Regions from separate parts of the Zea mays genome. Here regions 2 and 3 are each linked to region 1. The links are chromatin contacts, called in public Hi-C maps. All regions are on one chromosome and are shown on one strand. The core of a region is the stretch at or near the end of the contact, and the rest is flanking DNA. Distances in the headings are between cores, read along the strand shown.

What was found. A called contact is a pair of places that touch in the nucleus more often than the background predicts.
Region 2: a contact with region 1 is called in a Hi-C map of ear, with 2.5 times the contacts expected there. The contact joins the promoter of LOC103646123 here to the promoter of LOC100285687 in region 1. A contact is called at or near these places in 2 of 25 Hi-C or Micro-C datasets (ear and leaf).
Region 3: a Hi-C map of leaf shows a contact between it and region 1, with 6 times the contacts expected there. The contact joins the promoter of LOC103646122 here to the promoter of LOC100285687 in region 1. A contact is called at or near these places in 10 of 25 Hi-C or Micro-C datasets (bundle sheath, ear, endosperm and 3 more).

The regions. Positions count from the first base shown.
Region 1 is chr2:22,113,870-22,118,996 of Zm-B73-REFERENCE-NAM-5.0, forward strand. It overlaps LOC100285687, which reads left to right and starts at 2,923. Exons shown (of 1, transcript NM_001372319.1): 1 at 2,923-4,272. The coding sequence starts at 3,048. The coding sequence ends at 3,887.
Region 2 is chr2:22,314,719-22,319,845 of Zm-B73-REFERENCE-NAM-5.0, forward strand. It overlaps LOC103646123 (pentatricopeptide repeat-containing protein At3g22470, mitochondrial), which reads right to left and starts at 3,171. Exons shown (of 2, transcript XM_008670844.3): 1 at 798-3,171; 2 at 640-726. The coding sequence starts at 2,391. The coding sequence ends at 671. It overlaps LOC100283414, which reads left to right and starts at 3,647. Exons shown (of 2, transcript NM_001371935.1): 1 at 3,647-3,922; 2 at 4,120-4,990. The coding sequence starts at 3,754. The coding sequence ends at 4,517.
Region 3 is chr2:22,259,875-22,265,001 of Zm-B73-REFERENCE-NAM-5.0, forward strand. LOC103646122 (ARM repeat superfamily protein) reads left to right here and starts at 2,757. Exons shown (of 10, transcript XR_562005.3): 1 at 2,757-3,109; 2 at 3,406-3,753; 3 at 3,946-4,161; 4 at 4,349-4,995.

The DNA.
Region 1 (5,127 bases), core at 1,673-4,172:
ATATAGCACCATATCATAAGACTGGCTCGAGCTCGCTCAGGCTTGTTCAGGTTCACGAGCCGAGCCTGAGCGAGCTCACGAGCTCGAGTTTTTTTTCTAGCCCTACATGTATAGAAGCAACAATAAGTTGTGTCTGTATGCTTCAATTACATGTGGGCTGGCTCACCACATTCAGGCTTGATTTGGTGATAAGAGGATCACAAAGAAATTAAAGGTGATTGACGTGAAAATGAACTAATTTCTCCCTCAAGCCTCTAAAATTCCCCTCTCCCTCGAGCCTCTAAAATCCCCCTCATGATTTTTGGTCATTAAATCAGTCCTTATGGCTAGGCAGCGACAATGGAGGAGGAACATGTGTGCATCCTTATAAGACGTGAGTAGGTATAAATCCTAGAACAACCTTGTATTTGTTACTTCTCTCGCCATATGTCTTGCATATATCAAAACAGAGGATTCTTGGAAAACATTTCACTTTATCTTAAACAACAATCTAACTGTCCTTGTTTTGAAAACTGGGGCACAATAGATTTGTGTTTGGTGTGGATGCAAGCGCAGACTCATTCCGAATGGTGAATTACCAAGATCCGAGCAAGAAAATGAGACAAGGGGTTTATATTGGTTCAGGCTTGTGAATCACCGAGAAACCTCGCTCCGAAAACACCAAAATTCTGTAAAATTTCCAGATTTTGGTGTGTTCCAAGATACAGATTTTGGTCCGATTTTGCGTATTTAGATTCCAAATTCAAAATAATACAAAGTCAAACTTTGGGCAAAGAACAAACTTTAGAATGGTACAAACGAAATTGTAAACCCTGGATGGGGGAGGAGTGAGTGCCTGAGTGGGGCCTGTGGCTTCGGCTGGTCCACGGTCAACATCCGTCTTGACGCTTGACTAGTCAACCCTCTTTTTCTTAACGGAGTACTGATGAGTATTTTATACGAAACGAAACCTGTGGCCTTGTGGTGGGCAGTGAGCCAGTCAGCCAGTGACGGATGGGATGGTGGTTGGAACCGCAAACTAGCAGCCTGTGGTCGGATCCGGAGCAGATTAGATTCGATTCAGTGTCGAGCGATGACATGAAACCATGAAATTGGTTATAGCAATAACTTTCCTGATCTGGATACTGTTTATCTCTTTAATTAATTAGCCAGGGATGCTATATGAAAACAAGTAGAGTTCAAAAAAGGGAATGGAATGGTCAGGCACTCAGACCGGCAGACCGCTTCCAGGTTATTTATCCGTTTGAGCAGCTCCAACGAATCACTACTGTCCGTGTCCGATGGGCAAAATTTTCTATGGACCTGACGACTATCCAATATGCAGCTCCAAAAATTTCCGCGGGTCTGCTTCTGCTCTGCTTGCCCTAAGATCTAGCGTTCGTACGTGCATGTGCCGGTTTGGAATAAACTGATACTAGGAAAAGATTACACGATTGCACGCTGAAATGTTTCCAATTCGCACATTTCCTCCGCACACCGTTATCTTCTCCAAGACTTCCACGCAGCGGAGTCGTGATCCCCGGAGAAAATCACGTGCTCCGCTGTTAAACAAGTCTGGCATGCATGTCTGTGCAAGCAAAGCAAGAGTCCCATTGGCGCGACGCGACGACGCCGCTGTTACAGAAAGCTAATAAGCAGTCATGCATGCATCACCACCCCTAGCTAGCTAGCTGGCAAAGCACGTCAAGGTCATGCGGTCTCTTCCGACCCCGGTTCCTGCAATTGCACTTGCACCCATTATCGGCCGAAACAAAAACTGCCAACGTTTCTAAGATATATACCCCCAGTGATATACACATACACACTAGCGCATCAGGACGTGCATGTGCGGTGGTGGATGAGTGGATCAGATCGTCCGCCTTTGGACGATGACGCTATACGACGTCGACAGTACAGGAGTACGTATATGCCTAGAACAAACGTACTAGAGGCCCAGCAGCGGGTGGAAGAAGACACGCTGCAGCCAGCGTAGCTTTGTTCAGATCTTCGTAAAGTCCATGGGATAAGTAGCTGATCACGCTTTCAAGCTCCGCTGCTGTCGTCTTTAATTTCTTTCTCCTCATGGTCTGGGCCCCCACAAAAGCTAGCTGTGGCTGTCTCTATCCTCCCGTGCCCAGCCCCCGGCCCGGGTCCGTGCAGCCACGAGACGGTCTAGAAGCAATGCACCACATGACTTCCACGCCATTTCTTCCTGCGACGGCAAACCTCAGGGCCACCGCATTGATGAATACAGATCCCACAGCTCTTGTCGCGGCTCCGGCTGTCGATTCCGCCCGCCCGCCCGCTCTTCTAGCTGTCAGGGATGATTTCCAACGGAACAAAATGCCTCCCTCGTCTAAAAAAACACACGAGGGAAATGCAGGTCAGGATCGAAGAATTTTTTTCAGTGATAATAATCATCGCCGCCAGAGGCCATGGAAAAACGTAGAGTATTCCTTCTGCCTTCTTCGCCGTCACGGGATCGCCGTGTGAACTGACCAGATCGAGAAGCCGAGGCGGACCAGGGCAGGTCTGGTCAGGCGATGGACCATCTAGAAAAGCACCGAGCGGTGGCAGGGCACGGGCCAACAGCGCCGCGGCACGCACGCACGAGGCACGATCCCGAGTGCCACCACGCCACGACGGGCTCCACCTCCCGCTGACGCCGACCTCATCGCTGACGCCACCACACTCTGCTAATCCCATTCCCATCCATCCACCTTAACCAACGGTCAGGGGCGGAAAGCGAGCGGCCCTCCCCCGCAAACTACTCGACTAAGATCACAATCAGGGCTATGCATTAGCGTCGCCTAACTGGGCCGCGACCCCTGCTTATTTTAATGAACAAGCCCATTCCGTCACGTGGCTGGCTCCAGGTTGGGAAAGTTCAACGAACCCGCCTCCGCCTATATAAAAGCCGCGCCCCGGCCCAGCCCTCGCCTCGCCGTTCAACTCGATCACTTCTTTCCCTTCCACACAACACACAGCTCACTCAACTCCCCTCCCGCTTCGTCAGCTCATCATCATAAACCAAACAGAGAGCTCTCTCTCGGTCGTTCCATTCCAGGATGCTGCTTAACCCGGCGTCCATGCTGGACACCATCCGGCAGCACCTCCTGGAGGAGCCACCAGCGGCGGCCGACGAGAGCTTCGGGATCCTGGTGGCGGACCAGTGGAGCGACTCGCTCCCGTTCCGCACCGACGACGCCGACGACATGGTGGTGTTCGGGGCGCTGCAGGACGCCTTCGCCTACGGCTGGCTGCCCGACGGCTCCTTCGCGCACGTGAAGCCCGAGCCGGTGCGGTCCCCCGACTCCTACTACTCCTCCTCCTACGACGGCTCCTGCTTCGGCGGCCTCCCGTACCCGGAGCAGCCACTGACGCCCGGCAGCGAGGGCGAGGCGGCCGCCACGCCCAGCCCCAGGAGGGAGGAGGCCGCGGCGGCCGTGGCCAGGGGCAAGCACTACAGGGGCGTCAGGCAGCGCCCGTGGGGCAAGTTCGCGGCGGAGATCAGGGACCCGGCCAAGAACGGCGCGCGCGTCTGGCTCGGCACCTACGACACCGCCGAGGACGCCGCGCTCGCCTACGACCGCGCCGCCTACCGCATGCGCGGCTCGCGCGCGCTCCTCAACTTCCCGCTCCGCATCGGCTCCGAGATCGCCGCCGCGGCCGCCGGGGACAAGCGGCCGTTGGCGTTGCCCGAGCCCGCCACCTCCTCGGACTCGTCCTCGTCCTCCACCGGCGGCTCGCCCAAGAGGCGGAAGCGAGGCGAGGCCGCCGCCGCCAACATGGCCATGGCGCTGGTGCCCCCGCCTTCCCAGCTTAGCCGGCCGGCCCAGCCATGGTTCCCTGCCGCGCCGGTCGAGCAGGCGGCGATGCCGCCGCGCGTGGAGCAGCTCGTCATCTAGCTAGCCCCGCGCGTTAAACCGGGCTCGCGGCGAGACAATGAGGCGTGCAAGTGCAACGACGGGTGCGCCGGTGGAAAGCTGAGGAAAACAGGACGATGCCCTGCGCTGCACTTGCGCGAATGCGACGGCGCGCGGAATGCGATAAGCTCGGGAGCAATTGGGGGTCCGGATGCCGCTGTTGCTCCGTGCAACTCGCGCAAGTGGAAAGAAGCTGTCTGTGTGTAGATTCATCCAAGTGTCTTGTCTGCAAACGGATTTTCGGTATATGCGTCCTTGTCACCTGTCAGGGTGGTGTGGTGTGAGGGCTTGGGCTTGTGCTGCTGATAAGTTTGGAGATCTGTACAAAGAAAAAACGTAGGGAGAAGATGAGATCAAGAACAGTCGTTGAAAAACAGAAAAGAACCACAAATGGGAGCGCCGTGGTCTGATAAATATCCTGCAGGCTAAACCAGGCGCGCAAGTCAACAGAACAACGACCTGAACTCGTGGCATGGAATCGGAATCGAAATCGAAATCACCACCCTCAAACCAAAACTGCGGAGGCGAAGCTAGCACTAAACAAACGCTGCTGACGTGGCAGGAAGGTGGCTTGCTCACGGCAGCAGTATCGAGACGAGAGGTGGGTACCACAGCTCCAACGTTGGATTTGGACTGAGCCGATTGAGTATGTAACGAAACGATATCATCGTTTGGCTTTAATCTATATCGAGTATTTTGTCTTTATAGATTATAGTTACTATGGTTTAACCAACTGACTTTAATTTGTAAGATCCTATCGTGGTCTAAACAACTCAAACAACTGACTTTAATCTGTAAGATCTGCTAATAAAATAAAAGGCTATAAGCAATAGATAGAAAAAAGAACTGTCAAGTGTCGATAGTTCGGTGGAGCAAGTGGCGCGATGGTATCAGTGTCGCCGTCGTGCTTTGCGGTGGTACTGAAGACGAGAGGGAGGAGACAGATCCGTATTGTGGCTCACCATGCAACGAGTGACGGCAAGAGGCGTCTAGGTGGCAGGATGGAGCCGCCATTGGGGCGCCGGAGCATAGGATTTGAGGTAAACGAGAGGCTTATATCCACGTATTTGTTGTCAATGGGTTTGATTAGTTGGTTCTCTGTTGAAATGAAAGGGTTTGTAAAGGAAAGACACTCTTTAGGTAAGAACCCTAGCTGTTTTTTTCTTCAATTATTTGATTGCAGGATGGCTTGGAGAAGGCAAAGAGCACGTGAACGCCAGCA
Region 2 (5,127 bases), core at 1,921-4,420, 200 kb after region 1:
ACTGAAACTTCATCCAAACTTGACATAACTCTTCCCCTGACTTTAATCAAATAATTTTGATGCAAACACTGGAAATATTCACTCTTCCCTTGCCTTTAATCAAACACATTTTAATTTTATTCTTTGTAAATTTAATAATTCTATGAAAATAAAAGGTGCAATGGTTGGTGAAAGTATTAGTAATTTCGTAACATGTTAAGGCCTGGTTGGTAATGCAGTTTTGAAATATCATTGTTTACAATTGTATATTATACAAATACTACAGTAATATTTTAACACGCTAAAATCAAAGTATTGCTCAAAACTAAGATATGTTTGGTTCAATTGGAAAACCAAAGTATGTGTTAATGTGTAGGGAGAAGAGAAAAAAAAACTAAGATCCTGAGTGGAGTTTCAACTCCAAAAATACCACAGTTTTAGGTAAATCATGGTATTTAAAACTGCCAACCAAACAATTTTTAGCTTCCAATACCACAGTATCATCAAAACTGAAAAAACACTACACTTCCAAACGGTGCCTCACCCTTTGGGCCCGTGAGTGCTGAAAAAAGTGAGTGCTGAAGAAAGCCGCGGTTGCAAGCCGTGCGCGGTTGCAGGCCGTGACTTTTTCAGCACTCACATGGTACTGTGGCTGCACTGCAGCCGATCACTCTTCCTCGATAGTCAAAAATCATCTCAGCCTGATCATTCTTTCCAATATATGACACACTATGTACATTTCAAGACCTCGACAGTCAAAAATCATCTCAGCCTGATCATTCTTTCCAATATATGACACACTATGTACATTTCAAGACCTCGACAGTATCCTTTCTTACAAAAAGAAATGATTAATTCCTGGTATATATACACATCTAATACGAAACCTTGTCCAAGAATCCATCCGATTAGTGCTTGCAATTCACGAAGCTTACCACCAGCGATGAGACCTCGTAAAATACTTGATACTACAGCTTTAGAGAGCCCACCTTCCATACATCGGTTCAAACAGCCAAGTGCAACCAAGAATTTCCCCTCTTTACAGAGACAGTCAATCAAAAGACTGTAGGTGGTGTCATTGGGAGCAATACCTTTCTCGATCATGTGATGAAGCAGTAGATAGGCCTCATAAGCTTTCCCCAGGAAGTTGAGATAACGGATCAAAGTATTGTATGTCACAACATCAGCGACAAACTCTTCACTTCCAATCAAGCAAAGTGCTTCATGAAGCCTCCCAAGTTTACAGAGACTGTGGATCACAATGCTTAAAGTCCAGCTATTTGGAGCAATTCCCTTCTTGACTATATCGACAAAGAGCTTGACAACAGACAACCATCTCCGCTCATCGCAAAGCCTCCTCATCACAGTGTTGTAGTTGACAACATTGACATGCCATCCAATCTCTGCACTGCACTCCAACAGGCACTTGGCAGCCCAAGCAGTTGACCTGCGGCAAACCCCATCAAGGAGGATATTCAGAGTAATCTCATTGGGCCGCAGACCAACAGACAACATCTTATCTACCAATGCAAAGCTCTTATGTACTCTGCCATCTTTGCATAGTCCATCCATGTAAGTACTGTATGTGATTGTATCCGGTGTCCACCCTTTTGCACTGCTCTCCTCAAGAAGCGCATCTACTTCATTGAAAGCACAAGCCTTGCATAGAGCTTCAACCAGGACATTGTAAGTGGCTGTGCTCGGTGCAAAACCAGCTGCAATCATCGTTTCCAAGAGTTCCTTGGCCTCATGTATCATCCCGCTCGTGCAGTAGGCGTGCAGGATGGGCGTATATGTGTGAGCATTGGGCTGGCACCCTTCCTCCAGCATCAGGTCCAGCACGCCAAGCGCCTCAGCCACCCGCCCGGCGCTGCACAGCCCAGATATCAGCGTCGAGTAGGTGACTACGTCCAGGGCCACGCCGTTCGCCGTCATCCACCTGACGACCTCATAGGCCGCGTCGAACCAATGCAGGCGGCAGGCGTACACCCCGACGAGCACAGTGCAAGCAGCAGCGTCGGGCATGACGCCATCGGTGGCCATGGCGTTTAGCACGGCGAGCGCGGCTCCCGGCTGAGACGCCGATGAGAACGCCGCGGCGGCCGTGGTGAAGCAGGCGGCATCGGGGCGGCGCCCCATGAGGCTCCGCATTTCGTCGAGCAGGTGGAGGGCCCGCTCGGCACCGGCGCCTGGGTGGTGACCGTCACCGTCGACTGAAGCGGCGAGCGCGGACATGAGACGGTTGTAGTCGTAGGGGTGCGGGGACCGTGGTCGCGACGGGAGAGGCGGGGGCGGGGGCTGGTCGGAGTGTTCCTTCGCGATGGCGGCGAAGCGAAGTAGGTAATGTCGAGCGGACTTGGACAGGCGGCGTAGATGCAGGAGACGGGCAATGGGAGGGGAGCGGGAGGGCATAAGGAGGTGAAGAAGACTTGCAGTGACTTCTGAGAGCGGCGGTGGCTGCGGCGGGCTTGCAGCCCGGGGGAGAGGAGGGCGCGAAATTACGCCTCGGTCGGAAAAGTTGCCGGGCTAGGTTTGGCAGAGAAAGGAGCGATGGTGTTGTTGCCTTTTAGTTGCTACCCGCAGTGGACGCAGCCGAAGTTGGAACCGCGCCGCGGCGGCCGCCTCCACCGGCATCCCACGCTCCTCTCCCACTCCGTGCGCCCGAGCCGCGAAGGGGCGCAGACCACCCACCACCCATCGTCTCAGGCTTCGGCACCCCCAGCGTCTGAAGGCAGTCCGCTACTCCGCTCCTCGCGTCCTGTTTCCACTCGCGCGGGATCACCTGGCCGAGACGTGACGTGAGGAGGAGAAGGCGTCGACGTGAAGATGGACAAGGCGGTGGACTGCGACTACGACGATGAACTCCGGTACACCCGCTTCAAGTACCCCTCTTGTTGCTCTGCTTTCTCACGAAGATTATTGGATTAAAGGTCCAACGTATGGAGATGGTTTTGTGCGTACGGGTGAAGCCGGACAAACGTGGGAAAGGAAGAAAGGCGAGAGTAAGGATAATAACATGCAGGTCTCACGTCCCGGATATCAAATGGTGGCGAATTCCATCAATCTCCTTCCTCCTAAACAAATGCGGAGCAAGATCGTTCTCATCCTCTCAATCAAACGCAAAAAAAACTATTTTTTTAAAAGAATAAGATGGGGTACCGTTCCCATCTTAGAAAGTTGGAACAGGCCTATTCCGTCTCTTGTTGTCCCCAAACCAAACGAAATAGCAACGATGGTGCGTGCAATAAGCAAAGCAACTCATTCAACGGCGACGCTCTACCAAAATAATAATAATAATAATTCGGTACACAAATTATTGGCTTTGTTCAGCCATCATCATCTATCTACTTACTAATAAGTACTTACTACGGTGGTACGCCTTTGTATTAGGTATACATTAATCATCATCTCCAGGCTCTTTCTTCTCTTTTCCATGGGGCAAGGCAAAGGAAGCCACTAAATACCTTCGTCGTACTCGTACGCATTTGTGCGAAGACTAAAGTGACGAGAGGTACGGAATTAACGAAATTAATTCGGCCACCACCACTGCTACCGTAGCTTAACGCAATATCCGTATCCCCCGCGCACGTACGTAGACAGAAATGAAACAACGCCTGATTATCACCGATTGGCCTGTATATATAAGAAGCTAGCGTTCTCGACGCCTAAACAGCCTTGTGCATTCATCACTTTCCTGACTCACCTCACTCGATCATCCTCCAGTCTTGTCGTCGCCTGCTAGCTTGAATATTACGCCAGCATCTCGCCAGGAAAATGGCGGGCACTACTCCGCGCCGCTTGCTCCTGGTCATCGTCCCCCTCGTCGCCGTCGTGCCGGCGTCCGCAAAAGACTACATGGTCGGCGACTCGTCCGGGTGGAAGTCCGGAGTGGACTACGCTGCCTGGGCCAAGGGCAAGCCGTTCGCCATCGGCGACACGCTCTGTACGTGCCAAATAAAGCTCGTCGTCAGATTCAGATACGTACAGTACAGTAGCCGCCAATGCTGTGTCCATGCATGCATCATGTTCTCGTATATAATGTCAGTGGCACGTTCGTTCGATCGTCCGCGTGTATATCTCAGTATCTCGTGAAGGAGAAATCCAGTGACCCCGCGCGGCCTGCCGGTTCTTGCGTTGCAGCGTTCCAGTACAGCTCGGCGCACTCGGTGCTGGAGGTGAGCGAGGCGGACCACGGCGCGTGCTCGGCGAGCAACCCGCTGCGGTCGCACCAGGGCCAGAGCACCACCATCCCGCTCACCAAGGCCGGCACCCGCTACTTCATCTGCGGCGCCCCCGGCCACTGCGCCTCGGGCATGAAGGTCGCCATCACCGTCTCCGGCGGCGGCGGCGGCGGCAGCAGCAGCGCCGACAACACCGCGACTCCGTCGGGTCCCTCCGTGCGGGCGACGAACACGAAGCCGGCGTCCGGTGGCGCGACGACGACGGACGAGTCGGACTCCAGCGCGGCTGGCAGCGGCGCCCGCCTCGCGATGGGCCTGCTGTTCGGGGCCGCGGGCCTCGCTGCAATAATGGGCTGAATTGAGGACCCGCTAGGGAAAAGGCAGTGCGGTTTCACGAATTTCCTATTTAGTTTCCTGCGTTCTCTGCTTGCGTCCCCGAGTCGCGAGGCTGAGTGTTCGGCCGTGCATATTTTTCGTATACTTTTGCTGTGTTTTTTTGGGGCTATTCGTTGTTCAATACTGTTGTTTCAGAATAAAATTTCATCCTTGACCATTCCATGCAACTGTTTGACAGTGGACCTGCGAGGGAAGAGCCTTTTCTCACTCGTATTTAAACGGCCGTCGTGGACCTTGACGTCGTCCCAAGCCACTCGACTCGACGACGACATCATGTGGCAAACAGAGGACTCGAACGGCCCACGGCAAAGTATCAATGAATCATCTGTCTTTTTTTTTTCCTTTTCCTTGTCTACTGATGTTGTGGGTGGAACAAGTACTCAAAGACAGTGCAATTCAATGGGGTCATGCAGCGCCTAGCCGTGGTTATTCTATTGGACTCGGGAAGTTTTGCATCTTTTGTCAGTCAAACAATGGTTGCCCGTTTATCTAGGGCTGGACATTCGGGGTTTTTTTGAAACTTTGGTTCGGTTTTTCGGTTTTAAAAAACTTCGGTTTTCTAGACATTAGA
Region 3 (5,127 bases), core at 1,507-4,006, 150 kb after region 1:
CCGAACCTCGGTAAAACAAATCACCGCGTCATCCGCTTTATTTTCTTAGTTGATTTGTTTTCCCTCTCTCCCGGACTTGACATCTGTTCTAACGCTAACCCCGACTTGTAGTGTGTTTAAAGCTATAAATTTCAGATTTCGCCTATCCACCCCCCTCAAGGCGACTTTCACTAAGCCTTACAGACTACACACGCCGTCTATATTTAATATGGGGCGCATGCCGCTTGCCACCGGTGTGAACAGGCGAGCATCTTGCCCATATTTAATGTGAGTGACCCTCGTGTCAGAGGCCTGCATCAAGCAACACCTCACATCTTCCGCGATATGTCTCGGGCCATGTGGTAGCACTACACCCCCTCATGGGCGGAGAGTAGTGTCTAGGAACACATGCAAACATGGCAACTCTGGACCTCCCCGGCACTAGGGTCCCGAAGGCATTTGTGGAGGTTCGGGTCTCATCCATGATGTCCCGGACACGTGGTGTCACCAGACTTCCCCTGTCGAAGGTCCATATAGCACACGCAGGGGTTCGGTCCTAGACTGTAGATGGCGAGCAATCCCGCCATTGGGGCGCACGATGGCGCTGGTGGCCTGGAGGCTAGTGGCCCCGTTGAGCCCAAACTCTAAGTTAGAGTAGACTGCTCGTCATCCCATGGCTACAGATAGGCACATGGGTCCCGTCTAGACTCAGCAGGAGTGGGTACCTATATTTAGGGTACCGACAACTGGATTTTCCAAATATGGGAAATGTGATAAATTATCGGTTTTTTTCCGAAAAATCTGGAAACGATCATTAAAGGCATCTCATCGTTTATCGTACCATTTTTGGAACCCATTATCAAGTTTCGTACCGTTTTTCATATATCTCAATAAATCTGGTAAATAGTACCAAAAAAATATCAGATTTTACGTCCATTTTCATCATTATTCACGGGCCCTTGGACCTCACCAATACAATTTATTTGCTCTGTTATATTCGACACATTGGGATGGCATTGCCTTTAGGTTGGAGTGATATGCTATATTGGCCTTAAAAAATCAAGTTGAACATCAATATGGACTAATCTGGTGTCACTATGCATATTCATCCATTCATGCAAATCTTGATCACTAATAACGTGTTTAGTTTGAGCATTGATGTAGTACATTATTTTCTCACTCCTCACTTTTTTGTTTAGTTTGTGGAACATAATGAGTTGATCCATCACCATTTCATTCCTTATAGACTAATAATTAGCAATAATATGAGGAACGAGTTCATTCTACCAAATTTGTGTAATAGACTTGTGATGCACCACCTCATCTAAAATGGATTGATTCTTCAAACCAAACACCCCTAGAATTCTACACATTCATGATTCATCATGCTTAGATGAACGCCACAAAGTCAAATTATGCTTAGAACCCTGCTCAATCTTTACGTCGTACCATCTACCAACTTAAGCAACGTGTATATATCTCTGTTAACATTCAACTTGAATGATTTTAACTTACAATACCTCATCAGCAATCCATTAGGTAAGCTAAAGAACAAGCGAACTTTAACAACTATTTTATATGTGCTGCATTGTGATGTATACATCACAAAAAAATAGGAAAGGTAGATTGACCTAAGCAACATCGTATGTTGATGAAGCATCACATCAACTTAAGCAACAAGTTAAAGAAGTAGGAGATCGATCTAACAACATTTAGGACTTATTTGATTATTCTCATTCTTTGTGGATTGGAGTGGACGTGAATTAGGAGGGATTAAAGTGGATTTTGACTTATATGAATTTAAACCGACTCAATCTCATCTAATATTTGTGAATTAATTTCAAAACAAACAAGTTCTTAAAAAGGACAATCCAAGGTCAGTAACTGTTGCTATCTATGGTGTCGCTTCCTTCCTGATAAGGAACCTGTCACCCACACAAAGATCTCGGCACACGGAGCTCTCGCTCGCCCGCCCGACAAATAGAGCCCATCCGCCCGTTACCTCTCATCGGACACGGAGCCGCACCTTTCTACCGTCACCTTGCTTTGGTTTGGATTTCACGGGAGCCATCAGATGAGCATAAGGTGAGGCGTCCCTTCTTGAACTGGTACATTAGAAAAGGTGAGAGTATTTTTATTTTTACACTAAGTTGTTGTTTGGTTTACGAAATGTAATATAAACGATAACAGTAATGAATCATACTTAAATATCAGCGGCAAAAAATTTGAATAAACATGTATCAGTTTTTAGTGTGATATCCGACTACGGTTGGATTTAAACAAACATGATTGAACGTTAATCAGTTACCGTTCACACTACAAATATATGAATCAAACAACATCCAAGCTTTTTTATATTTTTTACTTAAAAAATTACAACAGAACAAAGTCAGATAGAGAACTCGGTTTCGAAAACAGGAACAAATATATGCTAACAACGATACCATAATGTTAATCAGACATTTCGAACCTAGAACAAAGACATTGGTACTAATTTCCCAAGAAAATCACCGGCAAGATATAAATATAGACATTTTCTGCCCGCTAGCTAAAGACAAAAAAAACGATGACGACTCTCTAAAATATAAACAAGATATATAAAATTTATCGAATAATATAAAATATAGAAAATCTTTATCTTTAATCAAAAAACAATTGTGTAGTTTCTTTTTCATATTTTAGATTAGCATAAATTATTTTATTGTTACACAGAATTTTCGTTAGAATTACGAGAAATGGTCGTACATTCTTCATAAAACAGGGTGATGAGTCGTACCTGGGCCGCTAGATAGGATTTCCGAGCCACATCGCAGTTTATTCGGTGTTCGAGACTAGAAGCCTGGAGAAACGTTTGTTGTTCTTCCAGAACACGCCCTCGGAATCCTATCGCCTCCCACAGCACACGACGCGCCTTTGCTGAACTCTCTCTGTCGCCATGCTGCCGGCGGTCGCCGCTGCATCCCCCGGCCTCTCACATCTGCCGCGCTACCACCACCTTGGCCGTCGCTTTCACCTCCGCCGCCACCGCCTTCTACCTGCTATTCCGGCCAGGCTATCGTGTGGGGCCACCCACGCCCGCCGCCTTCTCCTTGCCGGCGCGTTCGCAAAAGGGGAGGGTTCTTCAGGACAGGTGCAATGTTGTGTATTCTCTATTCTGAACCCTAATGTCCATAGAATGCTTTAATTGCTCCATGTTAGCAAGAAATTGCGGTATTACAGCAATTTTCAGAATGTTTTGAAATGCAACTAACAAAATTCTGAAATTAGTTTACATGTGGGCGTTTCGCTTATAAAAGACAGTTTGTTACCACTGTTTCTTTTATAGCTCATTTCAGTTGTTCCGAACTTTTGAAATTCAGAATGGATTCTGGAAGTGCAATTTCTTTCAGAGTTGCTGTTGTCTCAACACATCGTTGGTTTTGTTAGGATGTTGATCACTCTGCTGGTGCCACAAATTCTGGGTCTGCATACCTTGGTCTCTTCGTTCGATTGCTTGGCTTGGATAATGACACCCGTGATAGGGAGCATGCTGTTTGCACACTCTATCAATACTCCCTTGGTGGAAGGAAGAGCATCGATGAGATAATGCAATTCCCTGGTTGTATTGTTCTCATCATTAGCCTCCTGAAATCAGAGTCCATTCTTGCCTGCGAAGCAGCCACAGGTCTTCTGCGTAACATTACGTCAGTTCACATATATAGGAAGATGGCTGGTGAGAGTGGAGCAATGGAAGAAATCATTAATCTTCTCTGTAAATCTACAATAACCCCCAAGGTAGCTGCAAATTTAATCACTACAACTCCAATATCTTTTTCTCTCCATTCCATGTTTGTTGTAAAGTAATATAACTGGCTGTTACCATGTCTGGCATGCGTGGTAATAGTTGATATCCATGATACATATAAAAACAATTTTGAACTACGTAATGCATTGTGAAACTGGAAACATAATGGTTTCCTCTTGCAGATTCTAGAGCAGTGTTTGTGTACCATTTGGAACTTTTCTATTGATGAAAAATGGAGGTACAAGGTTCTGAAGAGCGATGTCCTAATGAAGATTGTTGGTTACCTGGATGAAGAAGACATACAAGTCAAAGAAGCCGCTGGTGGTATCATATCAAATTTAGCTTTGAGTTCCTCTAGTCATGGAGCTTTGGTTGAAGTAGGCGTCATCCCAAAATTGGTAAGCTGTAGGATCCCAATGCTAATAATCACATACTTATGTCATGCTTTAATGTTTAAAACATGGAATGCTGTATTAAATCTTAAGTCATGCTAATATTTTGTTGGACTACAAAGTGCTTTTGCCACTTGTTATTATATACTTCCTGAAATTTGTTCCAAATAATCATTCGGGGTTGTTTTTTTAGGTTCATCTTTTGCAAACCAAAGAAGATGACTATAAGATTATTAGAAAGGAAGCTAAAAGTTCACTAATACAGCTGGCCACTGATGATTGTTACTACAGCCTTATAATAGAGGAGGGTCTAGTTCGGGTTCCTTTGGTTGGCTCAGCTGCATATAAAGCCTTTAAACCTCTCCCTCATTCATGGCCCTCTTTTCCTGATGGCTCTAAGATTCAGCGGAGTTCTCATCCCTCAAAGTACGGTGCTACCGAACTGCTCCTTGGCTTGAGTGTCAATGAGAACGATACAAAACCAGATGAAGCTAAAATTAATGCTATGATAGGACGTTCTAATCAGCAATTCCTTGCACGTGTTGGAGCTATTGAGTTGGATGATCAAGGACAAGAGGAATCTGGATCTGAAAAGAATGACATGTATACCATTTTGCCATGGGTAGATGGTGTTGCACGGTTAGTTTTAATCCTTGGACTTGAAGATGTCTCTGCAATCAAAAAGGCTGCTAGAGCAATGGGTGATGCATCAATAAATGAACATATGCGTACCTCATTCAAGGAAGCTGGGGCTGTTAAACCTCTACTTCAGCTGCTCAAGCACAAAGATGTACATGTTAGAGAAGCTGGTGCTTATGCGTTGGAAAAATTATGTGTAAGGTATTTTATCTTTCCTTATTTTAAGTCTTTAATCAAGGTAATCATACCACTTAATGCTCTTTAGAACAAATCTTGGTACCACTTTGCTGGTAACCAACTCTGTATGGGTGCTGTCACTTATAATAAGGTGTT